2 separate regions of the Sus scrofa genome follow, and region 2 is linked to region 1. The links are chromatin contacts, called in public HiChIP or PLAC-seq maps. All regions are on one chromosome and are shown on one strand. The core of a region is the stretch at or near the end of the contact, and the rest is flanking DNA. Distances in the headings are between cores, read along the strand shown. Region 1 overlaps DDX56 (DEAD-box helicase 56). Region 2 overlaps CAMK2B (calcium/calmodulin-dependent protein kinase type II subunit beta).

Region 1 (6,488 bases), core at 1,059-3,558:
CTTCAGGAGCGAAGGAGGACCTGCTGGCCCGTCCCTACTGCCCTCCTGACCCTCCAGGCTGCAGGAGGAGGAAGGTGGGCCTCTGCAGCGCCCGAAGCAGCGTCTGTCCCTGGCGTGGGGCCCGTAGAACGTGCCAGGTGGCAGCACCACCTGCTCATCCGAGTCTGTCTTGTCTTGTGTGGATGGACTGGCCCCCCAGCTAAGCTACCCCTTCCCCCTGCAGAAGGTGAAGACCCAGAACCCACTGCGCAGCTTCAAGCACCGAGGAGAGAAACGCAGAGCCGAGCCCTCCTGAGGTGGTCGGGCGGCCTCAGCTACCATCTCGGGCCTCTCCCGGGGCGGAGGACAGGGTGGAGCAGGTTCCCGAGCCTGGAGGGCGCTTGACTCCCAGCCTGGGCGGACTGCATTCGGGGCAGGCAGAACTGTGGCCTCCCACATCCCGGCCCGATGGCGCCTTGCCTTTAACAGAATAAAGGTTCTAGCTGCCCTGGTTTGTGCCTCCTGCCTGGAGGAAGGGACCATCCCTGGAAACCGTGGGAGTCTGAAGCTGCTTCCTGGAAGCCGTGCCTGGCTCTCTGCCCGTTCTGCACAGTGCCTCCTTGGTCAGAAGGGGTCAGCCGTGCCGTGCTGCGACCTGGTGCCTCTTAGCCCTGGCCTGGGTCCCTGGCCTGGCTGCTCCGTGGCCTTCTGTCTGGGGCTGCGCTGACCACCTCCCTTCCCTGAGGCCTGGAAACAAGTTCATCAGCGGGGAAGGCGGGCTCTCCTGATGAGACCTACATGGCGGGGTGCTGGCAGGTCGGCCTTGCCCTCCCTCAGGCTGCTCGGTGCACCTGTGTGTGCTGTGATGCCCTGGCGACAGCGTGACATGCCCCTGCCCTGTTCTTTGCCCTCCGCTCAGCTGCCAGGCTGACGGGAGAGGGTCCCAGCCCGCAGGAGGAGGGGGCTGTCTGCAGGAGGGGGACACTGATGACTCAGTGCCCTTGACTGTGCCCGTGAATCACAGTGCCACCATCACCTGCTTAGCAGGCCTCGCCAGGCCGGGCGGTGAGGGTACCTGGGGTGCGGGTGGGGGAGCTGGGGAGAAGGTCAGGAGTGCTCGATGTTTCCCTCAGGAAGAAAAATAGGCGGTGGGGTCGGCACCCCGGGTCCTGGTCCCTAGGGCGGGAGGGCCCGGGGCTGTTAGGGTGTGGCCGGACCCGGGCTTGGGTGTCAGGTGGCGCGTCGCCACGTTTCCTGCCCCTGCTCCGAGGGTGTCAGGGAGCCAGGGGCTTGGCTCAGGTGGGATCAGCAGCGAGGGTGAGAGCATGACGCCGCCAGGATCCCTGGGCTGTGCCTCGGGGCATCAGAGCTGCGCAGATGGCAGCTGTGTGGGCGCCTGTGGGCCCTGCACCGCATCGGGGCGGCATGCACGGCGCCGGGCTGTGGAAGGAGCCGGCACGGAGAGCTCCCCGCTCCCCTGCCTGGCGGCTGGCTTCAGTTCCTGTCAGACCTTCTGCCAGGAGGATGAGGAGCTGAGACCTGGCTCTGGGGACCTGAGAGCCCTGGATGCTGGGAGGCCGCCTGTTCTAAGGTGGTGTGCCAGCCTCTTGCTGTAACCTCCTTGTCCCTCTGACCCTGTCGCCCCCCAGGCATCCTGGCCAATGCGCTTCTATCCAGAATCAGCCCTGATGCCACAGAGTGGGCGCCCTGTGTTTCCCCAGTGGTGTCCCTTGTCAAAGAGGACTTCGGGCTGTGTCCTCCCCTGGGGACAGAGCTGGGGACCGAGTGCTGAGACCTGTGCTGAGCATTGTACTGACATAAGGCCATGCCGATTTCTTGGCAGGGGGCCGAGGCTCAGAGAACGTAGCTGGCATCAGTCACAGGGCAGGGGAAGGCTGGGCAGGACTCGGACATCGTCACAGGCTTGCTCCAGTGACCCACAGAGGGGTAGGGATGCTGCCTGTGCGCTCTCAACACGGGGCAGGTTCCCCCACCAGGCACTGGGAGCTGAGCTGTGTATATGTAACCTTCCCTGAGCCGGGATGGGCCCTGGCAGTGGAATCTGAGCTGCGTGGGTTAGAGATCAGTGTGTCCCCATGTCCTGGATGCGCAGAGGGACCCACGTGTCCCACTCAGTCCCCACACAGCCCTGGGTGCAGGCGCTGCTGTCCACTTCTGGGTGGGAAACAGGCCCAGGAGCTGGACTTGTCTAACTGACACCAAAACCTCTGTCCTTGACAAGCATGTCTGGAACAACTGGACAGGCCCTGGGACACAGGATCAGTGACCTGGGCCTGGCAGCTAAGAGGTGGGGTTAGCGTGCCATAAACTCAGCTTCACCAAGCAACAGATAAACTTGGCCTGTTTGCGGCGGTTTCCAGGCTGGCTGACGCACAGGGCTCCTGGCAAGGGGTCAGTAAAGTGCTGACCATCTCTGCCCCTGGCTGTCAGTCTCACGCACACGTAGGCCTGGGTGGGACCGCTGTGTCCCAGCTGTGTGCTGGGACCTAGGGGAGATGGACAGAGCGTCCCCTTGCATGCCAGGGGCTTTCGAGGGGTCAGGGATCATGCTTTCAATGCATCCCGACCCCCGCAAGCTGCAGACTCCATGAAGCCTCTGTGTGCTCTGCCAACACTTGTTCGGGCTGCCAGGTGTAGACGTTGGGCTGGGGCAGAAGGAAGGGGGCAGTGCCCTCCAGCCAGCGCACTGATGGCTAGCCATCACCTTCCTGGGACATCGAGGGTACCAGGCACTTGGGGCCTCCCCCGACGGAAGGAATCGGGGGAGCCGAACGCTGGGCGGGAAGAGCAGTCCTGAGAGGGGACAGCATGTGTGAGTCCTCTGGGCGGGAGGGATCCTGGAGCGAAACGGAAACCAAAGCGGTTGTCACCATAGTCGGCAAAAGCTGAGAAACTAAATCACTTAGAAGAGAGAATACAATTCAAAGGCTACAAAGAGGTGCCGGTGGATTTTAAGTGGGGAGCACCCTGATTAGATAGTTGAGCGCCATGCTGGTAAACACAGAACAGAGCCCCTAAAAACCTCTGGACCCAGATCATGGGCCAGTTGAAGTGCGTTTCCCATCCCAGCTAATTCTCTCCTCCATCTGCTGAGGATTGGTGACTCAGCATTTGGGGAATTAATTGTTCTTGGGACTTTGGTCTTCAGGGCCAGTGTCTCAGGGAAGCACTGCAGACCAAGCGGAATTCATGCGGGGGCCTGTGCCCAGCCCTGTGCTGGCCCCTCAATCCTGTCGGGGTGGCTTTGCTACTGTGCCCTTCAAACTGTGATGCACACTGGAGGGTAGAAGCTTCTTTTTAAAAAATGTTTATGGCCTCATCCGCTGCATATGGAAGTTCCCAGGCCAGGGATTGAATCCCAGCCGCAGATGTGGCAACTGGATCCTTTAACTCACTGCACTGCGCTGGGATTGAACTCACACCTCTTAGCAACCCAAGCTGGGGCAGTTGGATTCTTAACCCACAGTGCCACTGCAGGAACTCTCTGGCAGAGGCTTTTTAGAAGGCAGGTCTGGGGCAGGGTCTGAGATTTCTAACAAGTTCCCCTCCTGAGGGAGCCAGTGCTGCTGGACCTCAGACTGGCCTTTGAGAGGCAAAAGCTTTAATGTCTCCACAACCATCCCATTTTACAGATTGGTTAACTGCGGCTTGGGTGTTCCGCTGTGTCTCAGCAGTAAAGGACTTGATTAGTATCCATGAGGATGTGGGTTTGATCCCTGGCCTTACTCGGCAGGTTGAAGATCTGACGCTGTGAGCTGTGGTGTAGGTTGAGGACATGGCTTGGATCCTGCATTGCTGTGGTGTAGGCTGGCGGCAGCAGCTCCAATTTGACCCCTGGCCTGGGAGCTTCCATATGTGGCGGGTGCAACTCTAAAAAGCACCCCCCCCAAAAAAAAAAACCCTGCAGCTTGGAGAGAATAAGTAGCCAACCCAGTGCTACCTGGCTGAGTGGCAGAGTAGGAAGGTGTTCAGATTGTTGGGTTCTGCTCTGGATCAAGGTCCAGCCCAGTCCTTCCTTTCTGAGTCCAACCTCATGTGTGAGATGCAGTGATAAAGGGTGTAACTTTCTAGGAGTTCCCGCTGTGGCACAGTGGGTTAATGATCCGGCTTGTCCCTGTGACGTTGTTTTGATGTTAGGCTTGGCACGGTGGGATAAGGATCTGGTGTTGCTGCAGCTGTGGTGTACATTGCAGACATGGCTTGGATTCGATCCCTGGCCTGGGAACTTCCATATGCCATGGGTTTCTCTGAAATTTCAGTCTAGCTGGCTGTCCTCTTTCTTATTTACTGAATTTGGCAAAAACTTCGCGTGTGGAACCCTTCTTGCCTCTTTTCCAGGAAGATTTCCCGACCCGCTGGCTGAGCTGGGCATCTTTCTCTCTGTGTATCTCTGTCACTGCCTTGACCTCATCAAGCTCATCTCTGGGGCCTGGTCTACACCTGGCCTGGGAGCTCTTGGTGGCAGGCACCGTGCTGAGTTCTTGGTGTGTCCCTGGGCCTGACCGGGACTCGCTGGTGTTCATGAAAACTTCTGAAGGATGTGCTGGGGGGGTTTGGGTTGGCACATGCACACTGAGGTATGCGGAGTGATTGGCCAACAGAGACCTGCTGTATAGCCAGAGAACTCTACCCAATGTTCCGTGACCCTCTGGGTGGGAAAAGGATCTGAAAGAGAGTGGATGTGCGTATGTGTTTAACTGACTGACTTTGTTGCACAGCAGAAATGATCACAACTTGCAAATCAACTACTTCAGTAAAACTAAAAGGGAAGAGTTTCTTGCCCGGTGTCCCTGATACCTTGGGGGCAATTCATTTTCACCACCGCCTCTGCTGCCCGAGGCTCTTGAGCACTGTTTCCAGGTAAAAGTGAAGGGAAAAATGATGTGCCCAGCAGGCGGCCTCTGCCCCCGACGTGATGGGCCAGACACGCCCTCCCTGTCACCTCTGTGACTCAGGGCAGAGACTGGGTGATGCGCCTGGGCTGTCCTCTCTGTGGGCCTGCAGGCCCTTCCCCACTTGAGCAGTGAGTTGGGGGAGCAGACTTCTGAGACACTGGTGGCTGCCCCACAGTGGGGAGGGACAAAGGCCAGAGAGCGCTGAGCTTTCAGTTTTCCTCACCAGGACATCCTGGCTGTGGCTTAGCTCCAAGGAAAGACAATCTTTTTTTTTTTTTTTTTTTTTTTTTGCTTTTTAGGGCCGCCCACGGCATATGGAAGTTCCCAGGCTAGGGGTCAAATCACAGCTACAGCTGCCAGCCTACACCACAGCCACAGCAATGCGTGATCCAGGCCACGTCTTCGACTTACACCACCGTTCATGGCAACACCGGATCATCAACCCACTGAGCGGGGCCAGGGATTGAACCTGCAACCTCATGGTTCCCAGAGTCGGATTCGTTTCTGCTGTGCCACAACAGGAATTCCTCAATGCAATTCTTCTTCTTTTTTTTTCGGTCTTTTTGCCTTTTCTAGGGCTGCTCCCGCAGCATATGGAGGTTCCCAGGCCAGGGGTCTAACCAGAGCTGTACCCGTCGGTCTACGCCAGAGCCACAGCAACACGGGATCCGAGCCACGTCTGCAACTTACACCACAGCTCACGGCAATGCCGGATCCTTAACCCGCTAAGCAAGGCGAGGGATGGAACCTGAAACCTCATGGTTCCTAGTCAGATTAATTAACTACTGAGCCACGATGGGAACTCCCTGCAATTCTTTTTTTTTTTTTTTGTCTTTTTGCTATTTCTTGGGCCACTCCCGTGGCATATGGATGTTCCCAGGCTAGGGCTCGAATCGGAGCTGTAGCCGCCAGCCTACGCCAGAGCCACAGCAACACGGGATCCGAGCCTCGTCTGCGACCTACACCACAGCTCATGGCAACGCCGGATTGTTAACCCACTGAGCAAGGGCAGGGACCGAACCGGCAACCTCATGGTTCCTAGTCAGATTCGTTAACCACTGCACCACGACGGGAACTCCCCTGCAATTCTTAACAAAAGTGCAATGACACTTTTTCAGAAACAGAGAAATACACCCTAAAATTTAAATTGGACTCTCAATAGCCAAAACAATCTTGACAGAAAACAAAGTTAGAGCACTCACACTTCTTGATTTCAAAAGTTATCACAGGAGTTCCTTTGTGGCTCAGGGTTAGTGAACCCAATTAGCATCCATGAGGACGAGGGTTTGATCCCTGGCCCGGCTCAGTGGGTTAAGGATCCGGTGTTGCCATGAGCTGTGGTGTAGGTGGCAGACACGGCCTGGATCCTGCATTGCTGTGGTTGTGGCGTAGGCCAGCGGCTTCAGCTCTGATTGGACCCCTAACCTAGGAACCTCCATTTGCCATGGGTGTGGCCCTAAAAAGACAAAAAGACAAAAAAAAAAAATTATCACAAAGCTGTGATAGTGTAGTACTGGCATAAAGACAGAGATGTAGACTAAATGAACAGAATGGAAAGTTGAGAAATAAACACTTGCATATATGGTCAAATGA
Region 2 (6,488 bases), core at 1,333-3,832, 200 kb after region 1:
CAGTGCCAAGGGGCCTGGCCTGACAGGCGGGAGCCAGGTGGGCAGCTCAGGGAGATGATAGCATTTTCGGGAAGCTTGAGTGCCCATCCTGAGAGGAGGAAGAGCCAGCTGGGTGCCCGACGTGTTCCCAGAGAGATTCCTGTCCGCAGGCATGACTTTCCCACTCACACGCGATCGCAAGTAGGCCCGGGTTCAGGCGGCCCAGGGGGCGCTGACCACAGATGGGTTGGCAGGCTCCCTTCCTGCAGGGGGACCTGTTGGTGGCTGGGTCTCTTGCCCCAGCAGAGGCAGGGATGGCCTTCGAGGGGCTCTACTGCCTCGGAGGACACTTTGTAATTAACGCATTAACCGTGTCCAGCAGTGAGGGCTGCCGGGAGTTCCCGGGGGAACCCAGCGGTCCTGTGGTCTTGTCTGGTGTATAAATGTTCTCCCCAGGCCCTTTGCTGTAAGGGGCTCAGTGCAAGCAGGGGGGGTGTGGGGGGCCCCAGGCCGCAGGCGCCCCCCCTCTCCAGTCACATCCCTCTTTGGGGCCGCCGCCGTCCTGAACTCAGAAAACCCCCTCCTGTTCTTGCTGTCCGGCCACACGTGTGCCGTGTGCACTGACCTCGACCTGAACGAAGCGGAGTTTGGCTCTTCCTCTGTGTGCGGCCTTTCCCGCTCAGCCTCCCGCGGGGAGGTTGGGGTGATGCACACGGGTGGATGGGTGTGTTCCACGGTGTGATGAGAGCCACACTTATTTCTCTCTTCTCCAGTCAGTGGAAATGTGGTTTTTTTTCCAGGTTTTTTTTTTTTTTTTTTGGCTGTAACAATCTTCTAAAACCAGCCAGCTTCTAAAATCCTCCTGGCACCTCTGTTTCTTTGAAAGGTACACTTTCTGGCGGATAAGTCGCTCAGGCCTTGAGGGGGCAGCCTCTGGAACCCAGGGCATGTGCCTCTCTTGGTGGACGGGGGACGCCAGGTTTTAGGGGCTGAGGCTTGCCGATGTTGCATAAACTACCAGGGCCCCTCCAAATGCAGGCCGGTGTTTTGCAGGTTTGTGCATGGGGCGAGGGGCGGGTCGAGCACCCTTTCCCCACGTGTCCAGCCAGAGTCGCAGACCCCGCACGCTGCTCGGCCGGCCCCACAGCCGCCTCCAAAGAAAAAACTAGGCCTCTGCTGGAAGCTCCGCTGGAGTCTAGAATGAGGACAAATAAGTGAAGGATGAAATTGGTGCTGTCCGTTCTGTGGCTGCTGGATGGCCTTTTCCTGAGTCATCTGGGGAAACTTCCATTCCTGCCTCTGGAGGTCCTCTCCTCCAGGCAGGGGCAGCTGTTTCTGACCCCAGCGCTGCCCGCCGGGGGTCCAGGTCGAGGCAAGAGGGCACCCCCTGATGGGTCCACGGGGCAGGCGCCTGTCAGCCGGGGCCACGCTGTGGAAAGTGGCAGCCACACCCTGGCTGTGAGCCCCGTGGTGGCGGCCTGTCCAGCGTGCAGTCGGGCACTGGGGTGCTACTGGCTGCAGGGGCATGAGGTGATGCCATGTCCCTTTCTGTCCCCAGATCACCAGAAGCTGGAGAGGGAGGCTCGAATCTGCCGTCTTCTGAAGCATTCCAACATCGGTGAGCGGCCCTCCGAGGGGGGTGGGGGCGGGGGCCCAGCTTTCCTGTACAGCCGGCAGAGGGACCCCAAAGGTGTCCCAAAGGTATCCCTTTCCTTCCCCACAGAAGGGTCCTACCCCCAGGGTCTCTGTCTCCTCCTTCCTGCAGAGGCTTTGGGGCAGCCCCCTGGGGCGGGGGATCAAGGCTGGGCTCCTCCTGGCCCGGTCCCCGCCCACCGCTGTGTAGCTCTGAGCCCTGATTCTGCTGAAGACACACAGGGTTCTCACGTTCTTTGGCTTCAGAAGAGCCACAGGGAGCTCCCGTCATGGCACAGTGGAAATGAATCTGACTAGCATGAGGACGCAGGTTCGATCCCTGACCTTGCTCAGTGGGTTAAGGATCCGGCATTGCCGTGAGCTGTGGTGTAGGTTGCAGACTCCACTCCGATCTGGTGTTGCTGTGGCTGTGGTGTAGGCCAGCGGCTACAGCTCCAATTTGACCCCTAGCCTGGGAACCTCCATATGCTGTGGGTGTGGCCTAAAAAGCAAAAAAAAAAAAAAAAAAAAAAAAAAAAAGAAAAGCCACAACAGTCTGATTATGGAGAAAAATGTTTGTAAAGCAAAGACTAGGCAGAGACCATGCCAGGCGCAGTTCCAGCCTGAGGTCTGAGGTCTGAGGTCTGATTCTGGGGACCATCTGTTGTATCCCCAGCCAGGGGCCCCAGAACTGCTGTCTGGGGCAGGGATCAGCTGTCCTCTGGGGGCGCATGGAGCCCCGGGAACGCGGGTCTTGGTTGCCCTGCCCGCCAGTAGTTCCCTTCTTTTGAAACCCCAGGCCAAGTCCCTATGGGCAACACAACGTAGGAGCTGCTGGGACCCCAGACCCCGGAAGCTGTGCAGATGTCCTGGGGCCTCTCAGCCTCCACCCGTCCCTCTCAGTGTGAGGCCCTTGTCCCCACTGTACAGCTGCCGGTCCTTCTCCACCTCTCTTCCCTTTGGGGACTTCAGGGACCCAGACCTTGCTCATGTTTGGAAGCCACCAGGAGGCACAAGGGACAGTGGGCAGCTGAGGAGCTTGTCAGGGTGGATTCCTGGGCCCCTTCTGCCAACATTCGGGTTCAGTTGTTCCCCGATGGCCCTGGGGACTCTGTTTAAAAGGAAAGCCAGGCTGTGCTGAGCAGCCAGATCCAGGCCACTCCCATCCCAGGGCCTCGGCTGCGTGAAGGGGCTGGCGGCCCTCAGAGCTGGTCATGGGGAGCTGGTGCCCTCTGGCTGGGACCGCACCAGTCGCTGGTCTTCTCCAGCTGTCCTGGCCCGGACGGCAGGTGCAGGGGAAGGCAGATCTCCTGTTTCTGGGCAGGTCCCTGGGTCAGGGCCACGGGGCTGCTGCAGCCCTGGTGCCTGGGCCCACACTCTGTAATCACAGCCCACTCAAGGCTGAGTCTGTGGGAATCATGGCCTGTGGATGCCTGCCCTGCCCCCAGAAAGTTCAACTCAGAGGCCTAGAGCAGGCCCAGGAGTCGGAGTCTTAGCCAGCACGCCAGGCAATGCTGAGACGGGGGTCCACAGGGACCCCCACCCACTCTTCACTGGCTGGGGCGTGTTTGGCAGAAGTCAGGCTCCAGTCTGCTCCCCCCACCCCCCCGGGCCTTTGTCCCTCTGCCCGTCCAGGTCTAGCCCCCAGGCCTGGGATGACCCTCTCGCCTGGTGCTTCCGGCCGACACCACCCCATCAGCTGCTGTACCCACAGCCCCTCCTGGTCAGCCCTCTCCTCCGCGTCCGCTGAGCACCGAGCGGGCGTGGGGCCGCCTTCTGAGTGACTTTCAGGAGCCCCTTACTTAGTGGAGAAGACGCAGGTGTCCTTGGGTTGGTGTTTGGGGACAGTTCTTCAACAAGAAGCCCCTCCTCCGCCTGGGCGCCCAGTGTGGTTCTGGCTGGGTCCTGAGTGGTCCCAACTAGTATCCGTGAGGATGTGGGTTTGATCCCTGGCCTCACTCAGTGTTGTCATGAGCTGTGGTGGAGGTCGCAGACACGGCTCAGATCCAGCGTGGCTGTGGCTGTGGCGTAGGCCGGCAGCTGCAGCTCCGATTCGCCCCCTGGCCTGGGAACCTCCATATGCTGTGGGTGTGGCCCTAAAAAGACAAAAAAAAAAAAAAAAAGACTTCCTAATTCAGTGTGTATTTACGGACACCCGCCCTATACTGGAGGGCGCCCAGAGTGGAGACGCAGCTCCACCCTCACCTCACTGGGGGGTCAAAGGCACCTGGAAAGGTTGCTGCTTAGCAGGTGAGCACGTCCCAAACTTCCGTCACTGCCCCCAGAGGCTGAGGGTGACAGAGATGAAGCAGAGCGCACTGTGAGCAGCGTATTCCACAGCGCTGTTAAAATGGGCCCCGCTGGGAAGTAAGCAGAGCCTCGATTCAAATAGTAGCCTTCAGCCTGCCTCCAGACTCCCTTCAGCCTTCCTTTGGCCCCCCTTAGCCTCCTCCCAGCCTCCCCACCTCCCCTCAGCCTCTGTCCAGCCTCCCCTCAGTCCCCTTTTAGCTTCCCCTCAACCTCCCCTCCAGCCTTCCTCTAGCCTCTCCCCAGCCTCCCTTTAGCTTCCCCTCACCCTCCTCTCAGCCTCTCTCCAGCTTCCCCTCAGGCTCCCCTTAGCTTCTTTGCAGCCTCCCCTCAGCATCCCTCCAGGCTTCCCTCAGCCTCCCTCCACCCTCCTCTCCAGCCTCCCTCTAGCCTCCTCTTCAGCCTCCCTCCAACCTCCCCTCAGCCTCCCTCCAGCCTCCCCTCAGCCTCCCTCCAACCTCCTCTCCAGCCTCCCTCTAGCCTCCTCTCCAGCCTCCCTCCAACCTCCCCTCAGCCTCCCTCCAGCCTCCCCTCAGCCTCCTCTCAGCCTCTCTCCAACCTCCCCTCAGCCTCCCTCCAGCCTGTCCTCAGTCCCCCTTTAGCCTCCCCTCAACCTCCCCTCCAGCCTTCCTCTAGCCTCCTCCAGCCTCCATTTAGCTTCCCCTCAGCCTCTCTCCAGCCTCCCCTCAGGCTCCCCTTAGCTTCTCCTCAGCCTCCCTCCACCCTCCTCTCCAGCCTCCCTCTAGCCTCCTCTTCAGCATCCCTCCAACCTCCCCTCAGCCTCCAAACAGCCTCCCCTCAGCCTCCCTCCAGCCACCCCTCAGCCTCCCTCCATCTTCCCTCAGCCTCCCTCCAACCTCCTCTTCAGCCTCCCCTCAGCCTCCCTCCAGCTTCCCTTCAGCCTTCCCTCAACCTCCCCTCAGCCTTCCCTCAGCATCCCTCCAGGCTTCCCTCAGCATCCTTCCAGCCTTCCCTCAGCCTCCTTCCAGCCTTCCCTCAGCCTCCCTCCAGCCTTCCCTCAGCCTCTCTCCAGCCTCCCCTCAGCATCCCCTCATCATCCCTCCAGCCTCCCCTCAGCCTCCCTCCAGCTTCCCCTCAGCCTCCTCTCAGCCTCTCTCCAGCCTCCCCTCAGCCTCCAAACAGCCTCCCCTCAACCTCCCCTCCAGCCTCCCTTTAGCTTCCCCTCACCCTCCTCTCAGCCTCTCTCCAGCTTCCCCTCAGACTCCCCTTAGCTTCTTCGCAGCCTCCCCTCAGCATCCCTCCAGGCTTCCCTCAGCCTCCCTCCAGCTTCCTCTTCAGCCTCCCTCTAGCCTCTCCTCAGCCTCCCTCCAGCCTCCCCTCAGCCTCCAAACAGCCTCCCCTCAACCTCCCCTCCAGCCTCCCTTTAGCTTCCCCTCACCCTCCTCTCAGCCTCTCTCCAGCTTCCCCTCAGGCTCCCCTTAGCTTCTTCGCAGCCTCCCCTCAGCATCCCTCCAGGCTTCCCTCAGCCTCCCTCCAGCTTCCTCTTCAGCCTCCCTCTAGCCTCTCCTCAGCCTCCCTCCAGCCTCCCCTCAGCCTCCCTCCAGCTTCCCCTCAGCCTCCTCTCAGCCTCTCTCCAGCCTCCCCTCAGCCTCCCTCCAGCTTCCCCTCAGCCTCCTCTCAGCCTCTCTCCAGCCTCCCCTCAGCCTCCCTCCATCTTCCCTCCAGCCTCCATCCAGCCTCCCCTCCAGCTTCCCCTCAGCCTCCTTTCAGCCTCTCTCCAGCCTCCCCTCAGCATCCCCTCATCATCCATCCAGCCTCCCCTCAGCCTCCCTCCAGCCTCCCCTCAGCCTCCCTCCAGCTTCCCCTCAGCCTCCTCTCAGCCTCTCTCCAGCCTCCCCTCAGCCTCCATCCAGCCTCCCCTCCAGCCTCCCTCCAGCCTCCCCTCAGCCTCCGTCCAGCCTCCCGTCAGCCTTCCCTCAGCCTCCCCTCTGCACACTGACCCTCTCTCTCCTTGGCCTGGCTCACTGATGGCAAATTCCCGCCTCCCGGTTCTGGGGCCGGAACTGCCCTCCCCTGCAAGACTGTCCACCCAGGAGCGGGCAGTGGGCACATGGGGGAAGATGGCCCTGGGAGGACTTCCCCCAAGGAGGCCAGTGCGGAAGGGGAAGGGGGAGGTTTCCAGTCTCCAAATGTTCAGGGCCTGCCGCCGCCCCGCAGCGCCTCTTTCTCGAAGCTAATCATATTCTGGGGGTGCAGGGACGGGCTTGGGGCTGCCGGGGAGGAGCAGGAGGACCCCGCAAGAGTCCTTTGGCCTGGGGTCCTGTCCCTGGAGAAGCCATGGCCCCAGCAGTGGGGGGCACGTCCCCCCCCGGCCTCTTGTGGACGTCGTTGTCCCCAGCGCAGGGCTCCCCGGGCAGGACCCTCTCAGGTACTCCCGGGACTCCATTTGCCGCCTCTGTGCCGCCCGCGTCCAGAGTTATGAGTGCTGTTTCCCTACTGCTTTTGCTGTCGTAGATGCCGTGACAATTCGCTTTTTACTGAGCCCTGTCTGAGGTCATGGGTCTGATGTGCTAAGGAGGTTCTCTTCATTAAAACTATGCATGACTTTT

The links. HiChIP or PLAC-seq counts read pairs in DNA pulled down with a chosen protein or histone mark.
Region 2: a contact with region 1 is called in an H3K27ac HiChIP or PLAC-seq map of skeletal muscle. The contact joins two enhancer-like sites. A contact is called at or near these places in 1 of 47 Hi-C or Micro-C datasets (liver) and 1 of 2 datasets of contacts at active chromatin or transcription factors (skeletal muscle).

What each region holds. Positions count from the first base shown.
Region 1 is chr18:50,714,478-50,720,965 of Sscrofa11.1, forward strand. DDX56 (DEAD-box helicase 56) reads left to right here. Exons shown (of 14, transcript NM_001244543.1): 14 at 224-490. The coding sequence ends at 295. Among named protein-coding and RNA genes, the nearest start is that of NPC1L1, 9.1 kb to the right of the region's middle. Within about 2 kb of position 2,309, at least 7 of the 83 cell types and tissues checked have an H3K27ac peak or open chromatin away from gene starts, as enhancers often do. A contact at or near this core is called in skeletal muscle, where this site is marked.
Region 2 is chr18:50,913,194-50,919,681 of Sscrofa11.1, forward strand. CAMK2B (calcium/calmodulin-dependent protein kinase type II subunit beta) reads left to right here. Exons shown (of 19, transcript XM_021078650.1): 3 at 1,538-1,597. Among named protein-coding and RNA genes, the nearest start is that of CAMK2B, 54 kb to the left of the region's middle. Within about 2 kb of position 2,583, at least 1 of the 83 cell types and tissues checked has an H3K27ac peak or open chromatin away from gene starts, as enhancers often do. A contact at or near this core is called in skeletal muscle, where this site is marked.